2 separate regions of the Felis catus genome follow, and region 2 is linked to region 1. The links are chromatin contacts, called in public Hi-C maps. All regions are on one chromosome and are shown on one strand. The core of a region is the stretch at or near the end of the contact, and the rest is flanking DNA. Distances in the headings are between cores, read along the strand shown. Region 1 holds the start of MEIS1 (homeobox protein Meis1). Region 2 holds the start of LOC109498201.

Region 1 (7,382 bases), core at 373-2,872:
TTCTTTTGCAAACAGGGCTTTGAGGGCCAGGACGCAAATTATGCAGGGAAGGCTTTCTGTAGACCCCCCTGTCTTTTAAGAAACTACCTCAGTTGGGTTGTCATTGTCTCACTTGACTCTCACTACATTTCCATTCAAATAGGAATATTGGGGAAATTAGTATTGCATTTTTAAAGTGAGTCGCTGTGTGCTTAGTATCCAATTAGTGAAGGGCTTTTCTAACAAAAACTTTCCAAGTATTACCTTTTATAAAAATCCATGCACATTAAAATCACTCTTAAAAGATGAATGTTTTCCGACCCCAAAAGCCATTACACGATGACAAAGTTATTTGCTTAAAAAAAGCTAAATACTTCTAATGATATTAAAAGATGAGCATAAGCAGTAACACATCAGAAGTTTCTAGCTGTTTATTTTACTTTAAAAATAGCTTTAAACTTCTGCTCCCTGAACTACTCACTTTATAGCATTAATAGGTATCTAGCGCCTTTTGTTTTTGTTTTTTAAACAGATGATTGTCTGAGCTTGTATTTTTATTTAGATAGCTGCTGGTTAGGATTCTATAGAAAACTTGATTACTTGAATTAATTACATGTAACATACATAAGTCTACAAATGCACTGAATAAATTCTCTCGCTTTAGGCCACGGCTTTAGGAGCCTCATTCAAAAATACAGAGAAAAAAGGAAACTTTTTAGCAGTGTCTTTCGGCCACGTTTCAATTTAATCTCACATTTGAGTTCCACAATTGTTTTTTAATACGTACCCTTTGCGCCATCGGCCTCCCTGGCTCCCTTCCTACTTCAACTTCTAATATATCCTCTTTAAGGCCAGTGTGAAAAGAAACAAATAAGCAAACTCCCCCGGAAAAAAAAAAATGTAAAGCACGACGAAAAATCCCTTAACGTCTCCAGCAACGTGAGCTACTGGTCCCAGATCTTCGGTCTACGGGACCTGAAGCAAAGCGCCCGAGTCACTGAGCATAAAAGCGCTCCGTTTCCAAGACAGCAGCGGGGGCAAAAAGAAAAAAAAAAAAAAAAAAAAAAAAAAAAGCAGATCTTCTCTCCCCCAAAAAATCAGTTAAAAAAAAAAAAAAAAAAAAAAGAGCGCCCCTCAGACCCAACTACCAAATCTCATGGCTTTCTGCCACTCCGGCTGTCAATCACAGGCGAGGTTGTCAACGTGGTGAATGAATGATCATCCGCTCTGTCTTCTTCTGGTCAGAACACCTCAAATGTTAATATTCAAATGCACAAAGCCCTAGCGCTCGCTTCCCTTGAATCAGTCCTAATTCCTAATCAGTTTCTCTCTTCTCTCGCTCGCTCTCTCTTTCTCTTTCTCTCTCTCTCTCTCCCTCTTTGCAACTGCTGCACTGGAGGGAGATTAGAGGAGGAGGGTTAAAAAAAATGTCTGTCTGAGTTTGTCTTAAAGGAGCCACGATCGATGCTGCCCGCTTGCAGTCCCCGTGCGTGTGTAAAGTGTGTGTTGCACAGGCGGAGAGGTGGATTCCGACCAGAATGCTAGAACCCGGAAGTAGTGGTGGCCATAACAGGTCGCGTCTTACACAATGCATTGGGCTGCAGCAAGTAGGATCCTCGGCAGGGGTGGGTGCGCGAAGCGAGCTCTGGCCGCACTGGAGAGGCAGAGAGACGCTCCATTAAATCGCACGCCCAGGCACAAACACACACACACCCAGGGCACACGCGCACAAACGCGGGCAGCAGCCCCCGGCCGCAGGCTTTATTTTCCGTATTCTTTTCTCTCCCTCCCCCTCCAGACTCTCTCCCCAAAGCCGACTCTCTTGAAATAAATTGGGAATAAACGCCGGGCAGGCAGCAGCAGGAGTTATTTTGCACAGGGCTCTGAGCACAGACTTCATGACTTTCCTCGAAATTATTGGGGTCTGCCAGTTTTTTCGGGGGCAGAGGGGGCTAATGCAGAAAGTATTGGATTCTCAGGACGGACCACCCCAAGTAGAAAAGTCAAACGGGGAGACAGAAGACTGAGCAGAAGCAAGGCTTGGAAAGGCTCTGCTGAGTCCCGAGAACGTGGGGTGAAGAAGGCTGGGGCTTTCTGCAGATCCAGCTTAGAGTTGCTGTCAGAGGTGGACACCCGGCCCAAGGAAAGGAAATGCTTGCATTTTCTCACTTTGGGATCTGGACACCCCCGCCCTCCACCTCCTAGCCCCGGAGGCCCCCAGCCCCAGCCCCGGCGTCCTGCGCGAAGTGGGAGAGGAAAGGAGGGAACAATGAGCTGAGAGCCGGGAATGTGCCCCCAGCGCCTGTTTACAAACACGAAGCTATTTATGATCGCCGGAAAACGAAACCCGACGCGGGCTCGGAGCAGCCCAGACCTCGCGGGTGGAGCCCGGGCCAGGGAGACTCGGGGAAGCAGGCTGTTTCTCCGACCCTCTCTGGGAGAGGCAGCTGTGCGCCCAGGGCGCGGCGCAGCAGGGTCAGCGCGCTCGGCTCCGGCTCCGGCCGCGCCGCCTTTGTCTTCGAAGCGCCGAGGGGCTCCGGCCTCGGCAGTGCTCGGGGCCTGGAGGGACCCTGCGCCCCAAGCTCGTTTGCCCCGCGAAGCTCCGCGCTCTCCTCCCCAGCCCTTCTTCTCCCCACCCCGCTTTCCTGTCCCCAACCCGGCTCAGGGAAAACTCCCAGTGCCAAAGAAAAAGAAATTCACTTCGGGAGCTGAGATTTCAGACAAAAACCTGCCCCTACCCACAACTCAGAGGCTCCAACCAGCCACTGATTTTAACTTTCTCCCTTCAAATACCTATTCTCTGGCTTAACAACAACAACAACGACAACAACAACAACAACAACAGCAGCAGCACAGCAACGAAATCCTCTCCTTATTCTCCCACTCTAAGCTTGCCTTTTATTATTGTATTTAGTGGTGTTATTTTCGTTTTTATTTTTCTGCGCGCCCGGCTCTATATGCCGAGATGGCTCAGCCACAGCAGCTCAACCAGCGGGTTGGAAACCTCACATCCTCGAGCAAGGCTCGCAGCTCGCTCGGCTCGGAGCAGGATTTTTTTTTCCTCCCTCCAGCTGAAACCTCACAGAAAACTCCCCCTGCGGTCGACTGGAAAATGAGCTCACCCAAATCTCGGTAGGCAGCCGTGGAGGAGGGCTCGGCCAATCAGGGGGCGCTCCTGCCAAGGCGGCCGCGCATTGGCTGCGGGGAAAATCAATTATCAAATAATCGATCAGCAGGGAGCTTCGATCTGCCGGGAATGCAAACTGCCAGTCCCGATTCCCGCCCTGATGGTGGCCAAAAGGCTGACTCCTCCAAAGCCGTCGGCCGCTAGTTCCCATCGCCCCCACCCCCCATCCCACTTCGCCAGCTGCGGACCGAACCCTCATCCCAAAGGGGGGTGTAGATAAGAGAAAGAGTTTTGAGAAAGATTAGGGGGCTCGTATCTGGAGAGGTTGTTTGGACAAGGCTAGGAGCTCTCAAATGTATTGAGGCTAACTCTAAATGCGCAAACTAAAAGAGAATTTGCATCAGTTTGAGAGGTAGGACTCAAGTTTTTGTTAAGTGGGCTTTCAAGAAGCCAGAGACACTGGGCAAGCATCAGAACATATATCTGGAATCAGGTTCCCTCCAGCACACGTAGCCTCGCTGAGCGATGTCTATTCCTTTAGTACTTAGCAGGAGTCAACGCCCAGTCTCCCCCCCCCCCCCCACCGAATAGTGGAGTTTTCATAAAGCCGAAGCAGCTGAACCTTCCCAGCCTCCCGCACACCTCCCCAACGCCGACACCGCACTCCCCCCGTGTGCACCTAAAGGGCTGACACATACACCCGAAGCCTTCAGATACACTTTGCCTTGAAAGAGCTCCGACTGTTTAAAAAACATCCTAGGATCCGCATCATTTGCATCTCTCTTCTTTCTTCCTTTCTCCCCCCACCTCCCCCCCCCCCAACTTTAGGATCTTTAACTTTTTTCCATCGCAAACATGGGTAAAGTTTTTGGGTACCGACGCCCCGGTACATTACGCAGGAGGTTAAAGCAGGCCGCGTGTCAAAGCCGAGGGGATCCAGGTGAATTACCAGCTTCTTTACGCCTTTGCCTGACACTCCCACCCCCACCCCGCTCGCCCCAACATGAACTTGGAAACCGAACTTCAGGCCAAGATGGAACCTCCCGGTCTCCGGAAGGCGATTTCTCTGTTTAATTCGCGGGAAGCTGCGCTGGCTGGGCCAGGCAACGCAATCCTTTTCCAATTACCGGGAGGACCAAACTGGGCCGGCAGCCTGCAAGCCCTCTCCGAACCCCAGGCGGCTTTGGCCCTCACCTGCGCCTTCCGACGGCTGCACGCGGACGTGTGACCACTGCAGTCCAGCAGGCCAGGCTTCGGCGCGGCTGGCTGTAGGGGAGGGACACAAGGAGGGGGGGTCAAGCCAAACATCGAGATGGGTACATCTACGTTTATGATCCTTAAATGAACTGCGAGGGAAATGGTGTAAGTATAATTTAACGGAGAGAAATTTACTGCGAAATACATTTCGATGATCATCGTCTTTAAGAGTCCTTAGGGGCTCTCCAGCAAAGGCTTAAGTAACCGGTTTGGAGTTACCTCAACCCTGCGGCCATGTTTTCAAATTTGGAAAAGGCCAGTTTTGGTAAAGATTTCTTTGACAATGGAGTTTATTTTGTATTGTTGCTTTTTGGTAAATTTGTTTTCTAGCAGAGATGAAAAAAGAAGGTTCAGGTAAGTCACTCCTTTTCAAACATAACCAAAAACTTCAAAGCAGTTGGAAAACTATTGTGAGCTTCAACCGTGATGTGTCAGGTTACCGTAAAAGTACTTTCAATTACCTACACACAGGTTTTCCTCAAAGAAAGAGATAGTTTGCGTTTGTTGTCTTAAATAAACTCTTTATAGTTTTAAAAAGTGTCTTCTTTCTTCTCCCCCACCCCTTTTCCATTTATAACTGCTAACCTAATGCTACTCCTAGGTCTTTATAAGATTGATTCTGGACAATCAAGGGACTAAAACACTTTTACAATGTAATTACAGTAGTACAAATTGTTTGCCCAAACCTCATTCTGGATAAGGATTTTACAATTAGCAAACAGTTATTACAGTTGGGGCTTGCTGAGAGAAATTGCACAGAGGAAGTCTAGAGTTGTAATATAGTAGCCATAAAAAAAACCCTCCTTTAGCAAGGCAGCAATTAATCATCTATTAAAAGGAAAAGGCAAAGGGATAGTTCTAGGTATCTTAGTAAACTACTACTGATATTTACCTGTTCTGTGATAGCACCTATCCCTAACTTATTTCAGATACTTCCTTTTTGAAGTAATAGCACGTTTATTTTGCAAAAACTTGGCCTGGTGAAGGGTTCTGGCACTTGCCCGTAGCTCTGGAGACATGTGCCTTCCATCCTCAGCTTACTCTAAACATCCCAGAACATCTTCCCAAAGATAGAGAGCTAAGACTTTAAAGGGGCAGGCTGGGGCCTAGGTCTCTATTGTTTAGACCTTCCTAGCAAGGAGGCATTTAAAGCAAGTGGTGCCCCTTTCCGATGTTGGTACAGTCCTTTTTGAGCACTCCCCTCTAATTTTCTGTTCTCCTATAAGGGATTGTGTCTCTGAAAAGACATATATCCTGAATTAGGCTTTTGTCCCCAAAGTTCACACTGATGAGTCAGCTCCAAAACCCTCAGAAATTAAAGAGGCATCTCTTAAGGTAAAATGTGTGTGTATTTGCCAGCCCAGAATAAACAAAAGACTGTTAATCAATTGAGTTTGGCAGCTGTGTTCACAGAATGATAAGAGTTTATCATCTGCCACCTAACTTTAAGATGCCTGTTAAAATGTTGTGATTACTCCTTAGGTTGTCCTGTGGTGCGGAGGCTTGGGGTTTGTCCTTCAAGAACATTCATCGTCTGCATCTCAACCCTCCACATTAACATTTGCATTTCAAAAAACAGAAATAGGAGGAGGGAAAGACAGTTTGAAGAAAATGGATTTAAAATCTAGTAGAGATAATAGAGGAATGCTTGAGATAAGAGCCTGGATGTGATATGAGAGAGGTACCAAGAAGTCAAAGCTAATGAATAGCTCTGAGAAAAGTGAAATAAACTATTTAGAGGTCTATAAAAGGGGGAACCTGGTCAGGTGATGTGAAAGGGGGTTAACTGAGCGGATTAGGGAAGACGTTAATCATGTGCCCCAAAGCCATCTGGGCTAGAAGACCTGGGAGATTTGTTTACTGCATTTTGCTTCAGAAAACAATGTCTGGGTCCAGTTCAGAAGTCAATGAGAGGTCAGTTCAGGCTCTCCAACCATTGCGGGGGAAAATACCTAAGTCACTGTATTCTAACTGGATAATGCAAAAGTTAAGAAAAAAAAATTTTTTTAAGTAGGGGGAGAGTTGTTTTCATTACTACCTTTCTATTTCAAATCATTAAAATGCTTTGGTCTCCAGAGGGGGAAAAATTACACTGGTTAACATAATTACTAGCTCTGACATTTTCAGAAGTTATAGAGGTCTTTTATTAATTAAATGGAGGGCTTAATAAAATATTCCTAATAAAATTTATGGTTGTCTTAAAACTTTCTAAACAGTGCTATAAATTCTTAATAAAATTAACTGGGAAATGAGTTATTAGCCCACACTTTACCCTCCCCCCCCAACTTCTACATAAGGAGCGGCTGTAGAATGAAAAAGGGAAATAGAAGCCTTTTAGTAAAATATAAATATTAGCCAAAGACACACATTGCTTTAGAAGATGTGAGCTTTCAACTAAGTTATTTCTAATGGTTTCATCCTCCAATATTCCCCCAAAGCTACTCACAACAAAACTTAGAAAACTCCTTCCCCTTCTCTACCACATACTATATATGCGTGTATACGTAAGCTCATTTGAAATACAATGCTCGATTTTCTGGTCTGAGTTTTGTGTTAAGTTTAATAAAAAGCACAGATGCCTCATGCAAAAGTCCAATATAGGACTTCTGAAGGTTCAGAGAGTAAATATTTTATCAATTCAAAGATAATTAAAAATGAAATGTCTTATAATTTCTCTCAGTATAATTTCTTTAAAGGTAACTTTGAAATAACAAATTGCTCAACCTTCAAGCTCCGCATGTATAACAGTGGTGCGTTATCTGAAGCAGCATTTTGTCGAGCAGATATACAAAACTTTTTCATATCACTACGTTTTAAAACCTTGGCGAGTTATCTTAAGTTTTGAGATACTTCTCTGCTTCACAGATACAATACTGGCTGGTTGGCTGTTTAAAATGAACAGGACTCTCAAACATACTTCAACCAAATAAAACAGCCTTGGTGGATTTTTCAGCTTCTGAAGGCTTGATCTTTTGTGCCGTCTACTGGACAATGGAAAAACTACAGCCTCTATGACTTA
Region 2 (6,920 bases), core at 2,401-4,900, 140 kb before region 1:
GCTAAAAAATTCTATCTCAACTGACAAAGCCCAAAGTTTTATTTTCCCTTTAATATTTTATGTTAACAACAAGATACCATTTATATTAAATATATGTGCCGCTGCATATCCATTTCACTCTGAGCACTTTCAAAGAAGGAAAGTGCCAGAATATTTAAATAATACAAAACATATATTATTTCAAAGTGATTTGACAGAATTCCTGGAAAATAATACTTTTTAGAAGAACTTGCCTTCTAGAGAAAAATTAAGTGATAGTTTCACACAGTTGAAAATACTCTTAGCTTTATCATTAAAGTTCTCTTTCCAAGTGGGAATATTTCAGCCTTTTCTTGCTGTTATCATTCGATTTAAGTTTTTAGGTCAAGGTGTCAAATTATAGGAACACTCTATTTTATTCAGCTATTCATTTTCTCATATGGTGAAGGCTTTTCACTCAGACCTTTTTATTTAAAACGTTGATTTATACTGCTGATTTAAAAATTATTTGTAGAACTTTTAAAATAAACACATGGATTTAGGCTTTTCTTTCCTCCCTTCTTTCCTTTTTCTTTCTTTCTTTTCTTGGTAGTTATTGACATAAGGAGAATTCATCTTCAAAAGACTGGGAACTTTTCTTTTTGGTAATACCGCCTTGCAACATTTAAAATAAGCTCTTCCTTTAATTTTATCTTTGAAGGAGTTATTCCCTAATTTATCAAAGTGATGAACCAGAATTATCTCCATTTCTCCTCTCTCCACAAATTAAAATGATAGCCAAACCTGGGATACTTGTTTCCTTTCTAAAATCTTTAAGTTAAAGGTGAACTAAGTTGGTGTCCACTCCCTCCATCCCAGCCACACATCACGTTTTCACTGTGACAGTCCAATAATGCATTTAGTTTAAAATTACACTTGGACCTTTCCTCCTTTGTATTTTTTCCACTTACTTCTGTGCAACAAGATGACTTGATTTTCATGGGATTACATGAACTCCATTCAATGTTACTGGGACACTTCTGCTCAACTAAATACTTCCCTTAATAGACAAATGAACTTCTTTTTATTTGCTGGAGTTTGTAGACGGTTTTAGATACAGAATGTGCAACTGATTTAGTTATTGTTGTTGTGAGAATCGAACAGGCACAAAAGTCATTTATCTAAACCGAGGAGATATGACTCTGTAAAAGAGAGAAGCAAGGGCAGAATCATGGGGAATTATCTCAGTTTATAGCTCTTATTAATTAAACCGGATGTGGTTTTATTCTGATCTTTTAGTACCGACCTTGTTAAATGCTCCCAGATACCTTTTTACCCACGCATCCCCCAATTTTTTATGCATTAGATGAGTTGGGTCCCTTGCGGTTGGGCGCTACTTTTTCTACATTATATCACTAAGCAGTTGCAGTGTAAAATCGCGTGAGGCTACAGATGATCGCACCCCTCCCAGAAAGAAAAAAAAAGAAAGAAAGAAAGGAAAGGAAAGGAAAGGAAAGGAAGAAAAAGAAAGGAAGAAACGCTTTTCCCACTCAGTTTTAGCATCTTGTTTCGTTGAAATGCAAGACAGGTACTTGATTTAGCATTTAAGCAAAAGGTTACACAAACCGCGTTTTAAAAAGTGTTGGGATGTCCGACAGGGTCAGCCCCAGATCAGATCATTTTTTGAATGCAGACCTAAAGATAATGAGTACTTGTTGTATTAAAGGGGACAAACAGTACTTTGGCTTCCTCTGACCCCAGAATGCACGGCTCGGTTTCATTGATCATCCTCCTTTATGAGATAATGCAATTACAAACATCAATAAGGGGCTGCAAGGGGAATCATTATGCGCTGACAGTGATAAATGACGGTGCAGAAATAGCATGCTTTTTCCCCCCTAACAATCCAGGAGCCCAGGGGCTCCGGGGGCTGAACACAGTCGCCAAGGAAACAGATGACATCCCAAACGGCACCAAAGGAAAAAAAATGAACAGTCTTTCTTTGCCTTTCACTCTTTTCCGTCTTCCAAAGAGTTAGTTTTGGCTCCAGCAGCAGCTGCCACACAGGCTTTTCGTTATTTCAGACATTAAAGCCTGGAGCGGGCGGTGGGAGTCTCCTTCTCTCCCATCCCCACCCCCATTAGATAACACACAAAGCTCGCTGTTCACAGTTTAGGACTACCTGAAAATGCACCTCTTGGAAATCAGATTGGGGTCGGGTTAGCAGTGCGGGAACGTGGGTTTACATAGCCACTGCATTGTGTTTTCCCCGCTTTCACGACTGTCCAGTGGAAACTGAGTCTCCACAACAAGCTGGCGCCTCGTGGGCCGGCCAGCAAGGACGGGGCGCGTGGCTCGCCTCCATCTCCCTGCGGTGCCAGACGCTGCTCAAAGCAAAGGTGGCGGGGGCGCGGTGGGGGTCGATGGGGAGCCGGCGTCTGCTAGGGGTGTTTGCAGCTTTGAGCTTCGTAGGGTTTCTTTGAATTGGAATTATCAATGGACGCAGGGATCTCCCCTAGATCGAGGAATCTGGTTGTTCAAAGCCCCAGGGTACCCTCAGCAAGTGACTTCAAGAGGGCCTCGCTGAGCGTTCCCCACCCACCCATGTCCAAGTTGGTGGGTGAAGGAAGCGGGCGCGGAAGAGCGGAGGACTGCAGTTTGGGGACCTGAGGGCTGCGGGGAGTAGTGGTGGGATGGGGGTGACAGCCTCGGGACCTTCCGTGAAGAAGGGGAGCTCGCCACTTTGGGGCAAGGGAGGAGAAAGGGAGCGCAGAGGTGTGAGGGGGCCCAAGATGAAAAGAATAAGGAAGGGGTGGAGGAAAGCTTGCGAGCGCAATCCCACCCTTCGAGAAGGTCGCCAACCCGAAGAAAGCAGACACAGGGTTCCTGACCCCTGCCGGGCACGCCCAAGCGCGGAGTGAGGAACCCCTGCGCAGCTTGCCTTGCTTGCCACTCGAGGCCCCCGCCCCGACGAGCCGCCAGCGCTGCTGCGTGAACAGGTGACTTTATTCACTGCTTCCCGAATCGGCGAGGTCCCGGGACTCGTTTTCCGCCTGGAGATTAAGATCATTGCTCGCGTAATGAACTTAATGCTTTAGGGTAGAGGTGAGTGTGTCTGCGAGTGGGTAGGGGTAGAAATTACCGACTCGATCGATGGGAGACTGGCTTAAAACTAAATCCCTTTTCTCCAGGGCTTCACCGCCTGGCTTTCCCCCACAGTGGGCTGAGAGCGCCTGGCTGGCAGGGGGCAGCGCGCGGAGGGGCCACTTCGGGGCGCGGCCCGCGAGAACCGAGACCCTAAACGTCCTTCATCTCCCCGCCAAGACCCCGGGGTACTCGTTTTTAGGGCAAAAACTCTTAGAACCTCAAATGTTGGCGAACTGATTGCTCAATATGTTGTTTGTTTTTCCTTTCAGCTCCGCCTTGGGAGAGAATGTTACAGACGCGTTGGCGGGCAGATTGGGCCAAAAAGTGACACACACACACACACACACACACACACACACACACACACACACACTCACTCACTCACTCTCGCCGCTCCCCGCCAGCAGCCGCCTCCCTTGAAAGGCGATCTCCCGCTGTTTCTCCCTCGCCACTCTTTCCTCGGCTCTGGGATTCCCAACCTCCTGTAAACTGCACCTGGCCACCCTGAACGCAGCGGACCTTCTAACAGTCAAGTGGGTGCGGGATGGCACGGGAGAGGGGCGTGAGACGAGGGGGAAATGCCAGCCAGGCCAAGCGGGGCACATCACTACCCAGTTCCATGCCACTCCACCCGGCGTTCAAGCTCCCACCCCGGAGCTTGAATCAAGTCATGTTTTTAGTGCGTTCACATGGGCCAAGGGCCTGCTGGGATCCTAAAATGGAAGGGAAAGTTTGCAGAGACTTTAAAGCTTTCCCGAGGAGTTCCTGCCTAAGGCGTCGGGGTGCAGCCCAAGCCCCCTTGCTGCGGGCCCCGACCCTGGCACTCACGACCCGCCTGGCGGTCGCTGCCCGGGTCCCAAGTGCCCTCCGAGCCCCAAGCTCTCGGAGCCGCGCTCCCAGAGCCGCGCAGGGGCTCGGGAACAGAATCCATCAAGAAGCCTCTCTAGTCCACCACAAAGCACACCCGAGCGGTTCCAAGGGAAGGGGGCCCAAAGCGCCCCAGGAGATATCTTTCCACAACCTTCTGCGGAGACCCGGGGTCGCCTCGTCTCCAGGGACGAAGTCAGCAGTCCCCTTACACTTGACTTTCTTGTTGCGGTGGGGAGGATATAGGAAGCTACTGGAGGTGCCGGAGCCGCCCCCCCCCCCAACCCCCAAAGTGCCCTGGGCTCTGAGCAAAGACCCGTCCTCACAAGCACGCGGTCCAGGCCAGGACCCTGTGCACTGTAGGACGCAGAGGGCCACGGCGTTCTAATCTGGACTCCTGGCCGCTTCCGCGGCGGCCCGCTGGAGTTTCTCGCGCGGAGGTCTGCCCAGCAGCGGGCCACCGGCGTCTCGCCTCCCGCCCTGACATGCAGACTTGGGGGGGCGCTGCACACAGCAACCGATCCGGAGCGCAAAATCTGCGTGCCGCGTGGGAGACGCGCGCGGGAGGGGCCGGGTTGGGCTCGCGTTTTTCCTTTTCAGAAGCTTTCGAGTTGACTACGAAGTTTTCTGGTAGGCGCCTGTGCCCTGGGGTCGGAGCCTCCCACCGCCGCTCCTTCCCCTCCCTCCTCCCCGCCCCCCCGCCGCCAGCCCAGCTCGCCGGAGCCGCAGTCCAGGCCTGGCCGCGCTCTAGGTCCCGCAGGCGAGGTCCCCCAGGCCCGGACCCCGCGCCCGAGCCCCGCGCCGGCCTGCCCGCAGTCCTCCCCGGGCTCCGCGGGGGTGCCTCTCCCCGGGGCGAAACTCGCCGGCCGGGCGCACTGCAAGGAGACACCCGCTGCCTCCCGAGGAACTCCTAATACCATCCATACAGCTTTAATGCGTTTATAATTCGATAAGTGATTTCAATTTGAAATTGTTAGTAACTAATTTTATGGGTAATTTTTCCACATCAAATATTTAAGCATCAGATTAAGGGAGCCAGTTCCGACACAGGATAATAAGGGGGTTCCCCCCACCCCCCGCGCCTCCGCCTCCCTCCGTTTCCTACCGAGTCGTTTTTCCAAATCCCCAAAAGATGGCAGTCGAAGCCGACATTCTTCTTTTCCTGCGGCTCTGCGAGGGGAGGGAGGGGGAGTGGGAGGGAGGAGGGAAGGGGAGGGAGAGAGACGAAGAGAGAGAGAAGAAAAGGAGAGGGAGAAACTAGACGTTGCAAAGACTTTTCAGACTAATTCTTTCACACGTTTCTAACACAAGCAAGAAACAGTGGTGCATTTCCTGGAAATGTCCTGGGAGGAAGGAAAGCCCCAAAACGTGCCTTGGGGCCTCAGAGTAGGCGACGTTAGAAACTCAGCACTTTCAAACGGAAGCCTCAACTCAGAGCAGAAGCGAGAGAAGGGAGACATACAAATGTCTTTGTATTTTAACATCACATTCAAATACTACACCCCTAAGCAACTGGTTTTCCGGGGGACGGGACTCGGCAAATTACTTAATGGGGAGAGAAGAAGTGGGGTGGGGAAAGGTGCTGGGTGGGGGGCGGACTGCCGTGGGCGGAGGGGAGGCTGGGGCCGGCAGCGGATGAATTGCAGACCAGTTGCCAAAACTTTTCTCTCTCTCTCTCTCTCTCTCTCTCTGCTGCTGCCGCCGCCGCCGCCGCCGCCGCCGCCGCCGCCTTTGCTGCTGCCTTTGCTGCTGCCTTTGCTTTGAATGTGGGTAACTAGGAAACAGCAAGCCGTCTGAGAAGACGGAATTTCCAACGTGTAAAATGTTCTTAACGGAACCATTGAGCGAGTGCAATAAGGCGTGAGGGGGAACTAATCTTCCCATTTAAATGTTTGTGGCAATTTTATCTAAATGAATTTTAATGCTAAACGAGGGTAATTCCCCATTTGTAGCGCGTTTACTTCTCTTTCCTGTGCTTCTAAAGCAGCCGAACATCATGCAATGAACAATAACAATAAAAATACTGTCAAGGCATATTATTCATTTCGAATGTGTTATAATTACAGCTGATTAAATATGATAGGGCAAAATATTTTTAGTTTTCTTTAAAAAAATATTTAAATCATACTAAAAAGTCTCATTCAACCAGCACCCCCCCCCCCCAATAAAAATAAAAAGCAGGTACAATTGTGTGCCCTTGTTTAGAAGAGGGCGTTTTGTTTTTGCCTTTTAAGAAACATCAAAAACACCCTCAGCACCTCTATTCTTTCTTTCTTTCAGATAAGTGTCCTCCATAACCTCCGAGCTGGCTCTGAAATTTACAAGAGGAAAGCTAAAATCGCATTAAGGGGGAGTGGGGGTGTCCAGGCAAGGGGAGAAAGGATCTGCGGAGAGCAAGGCCCTCACAAAACCGCCACACAGAGCAGGGAACACAGGGAAAGAACACAGTTTGTTTTATTTTTTCTAATTCACTGGACACTAATGGTCGTGATTCTTCATAGTCTCCATATTCCCTGATTCTTCTTCACTGGTACCCTACTCCTTCTCCTAGTGCCCGCCTCTCTCCACTCCCCCCTTCCCATCTCTCTCTCTCTCCCTCTCTGTCTCCCTCCCTCCTCCCCTTTCTTTCCCTCCCCCAACCAGCGAGAGCACCGTCGAGAAGAAAGGCTGAAAATAACCTACTCACCCAAGCTTGTACTGGGGAGGAGGGGCAAATGGATGGGTAGTTTATAAAGTTTATTATTAATTTTTAAAGTAAATAAATGGTTGTTCACCGCCACTAACCAGCTCTCAAAAGAGAATTATTTCACTAAATATGGAGTATTTATGTCGCCGAAGAATTGCCACTGGGTCCAAATAAGAAATTTAAACAATCCCACACATGGGGTGGGGGCGGGGTGGGGCGGAGGGCGCTGCGCGCGAAGGCGGCTGCTGCTGCTGCTGGTGGT

The links. A called contact is a pair of places that touch in the nucleus more often than the background predicts.
Region 2: a contact with region 1 is called in a Hi-C map of skin fibroblasts, with 7 times the contacts expected there. The contact joins the promoter of LOC109498201 here to the promoter of MEIS1 in region 1. A contact is called at or near these places in 2 of 3 Hi-C or Micro-C datasets (fibroblasts and skin fibroblasts).

Annotation. Positions count from the first base shown.
Region 1 is chrA3:83,861,780-83,869,161 of F.catus_Fca126_mat1.0, reverse strand. MEIS1 (homeobox protein Meis1) reads right to left here and starts at 1,622. Exons shown (of 12, transcript XM_023251722.2): 1 at 1,565-1,622. The coding sequence starts at 1,573.
Region 2 is chrA3:84,007,135-84,014,054 of F.catus_Fca126_mat1.0, reverse strand. It overlaps LOC109498201, which reads left to right and starts at 3,650. Exons shown (of 2, transcript XM_045054292.1): 1 at 3,650-4,602; 2 at 5,751-6,755. The coding sequence starts at 3,650. The coding sequence ends at 4,360.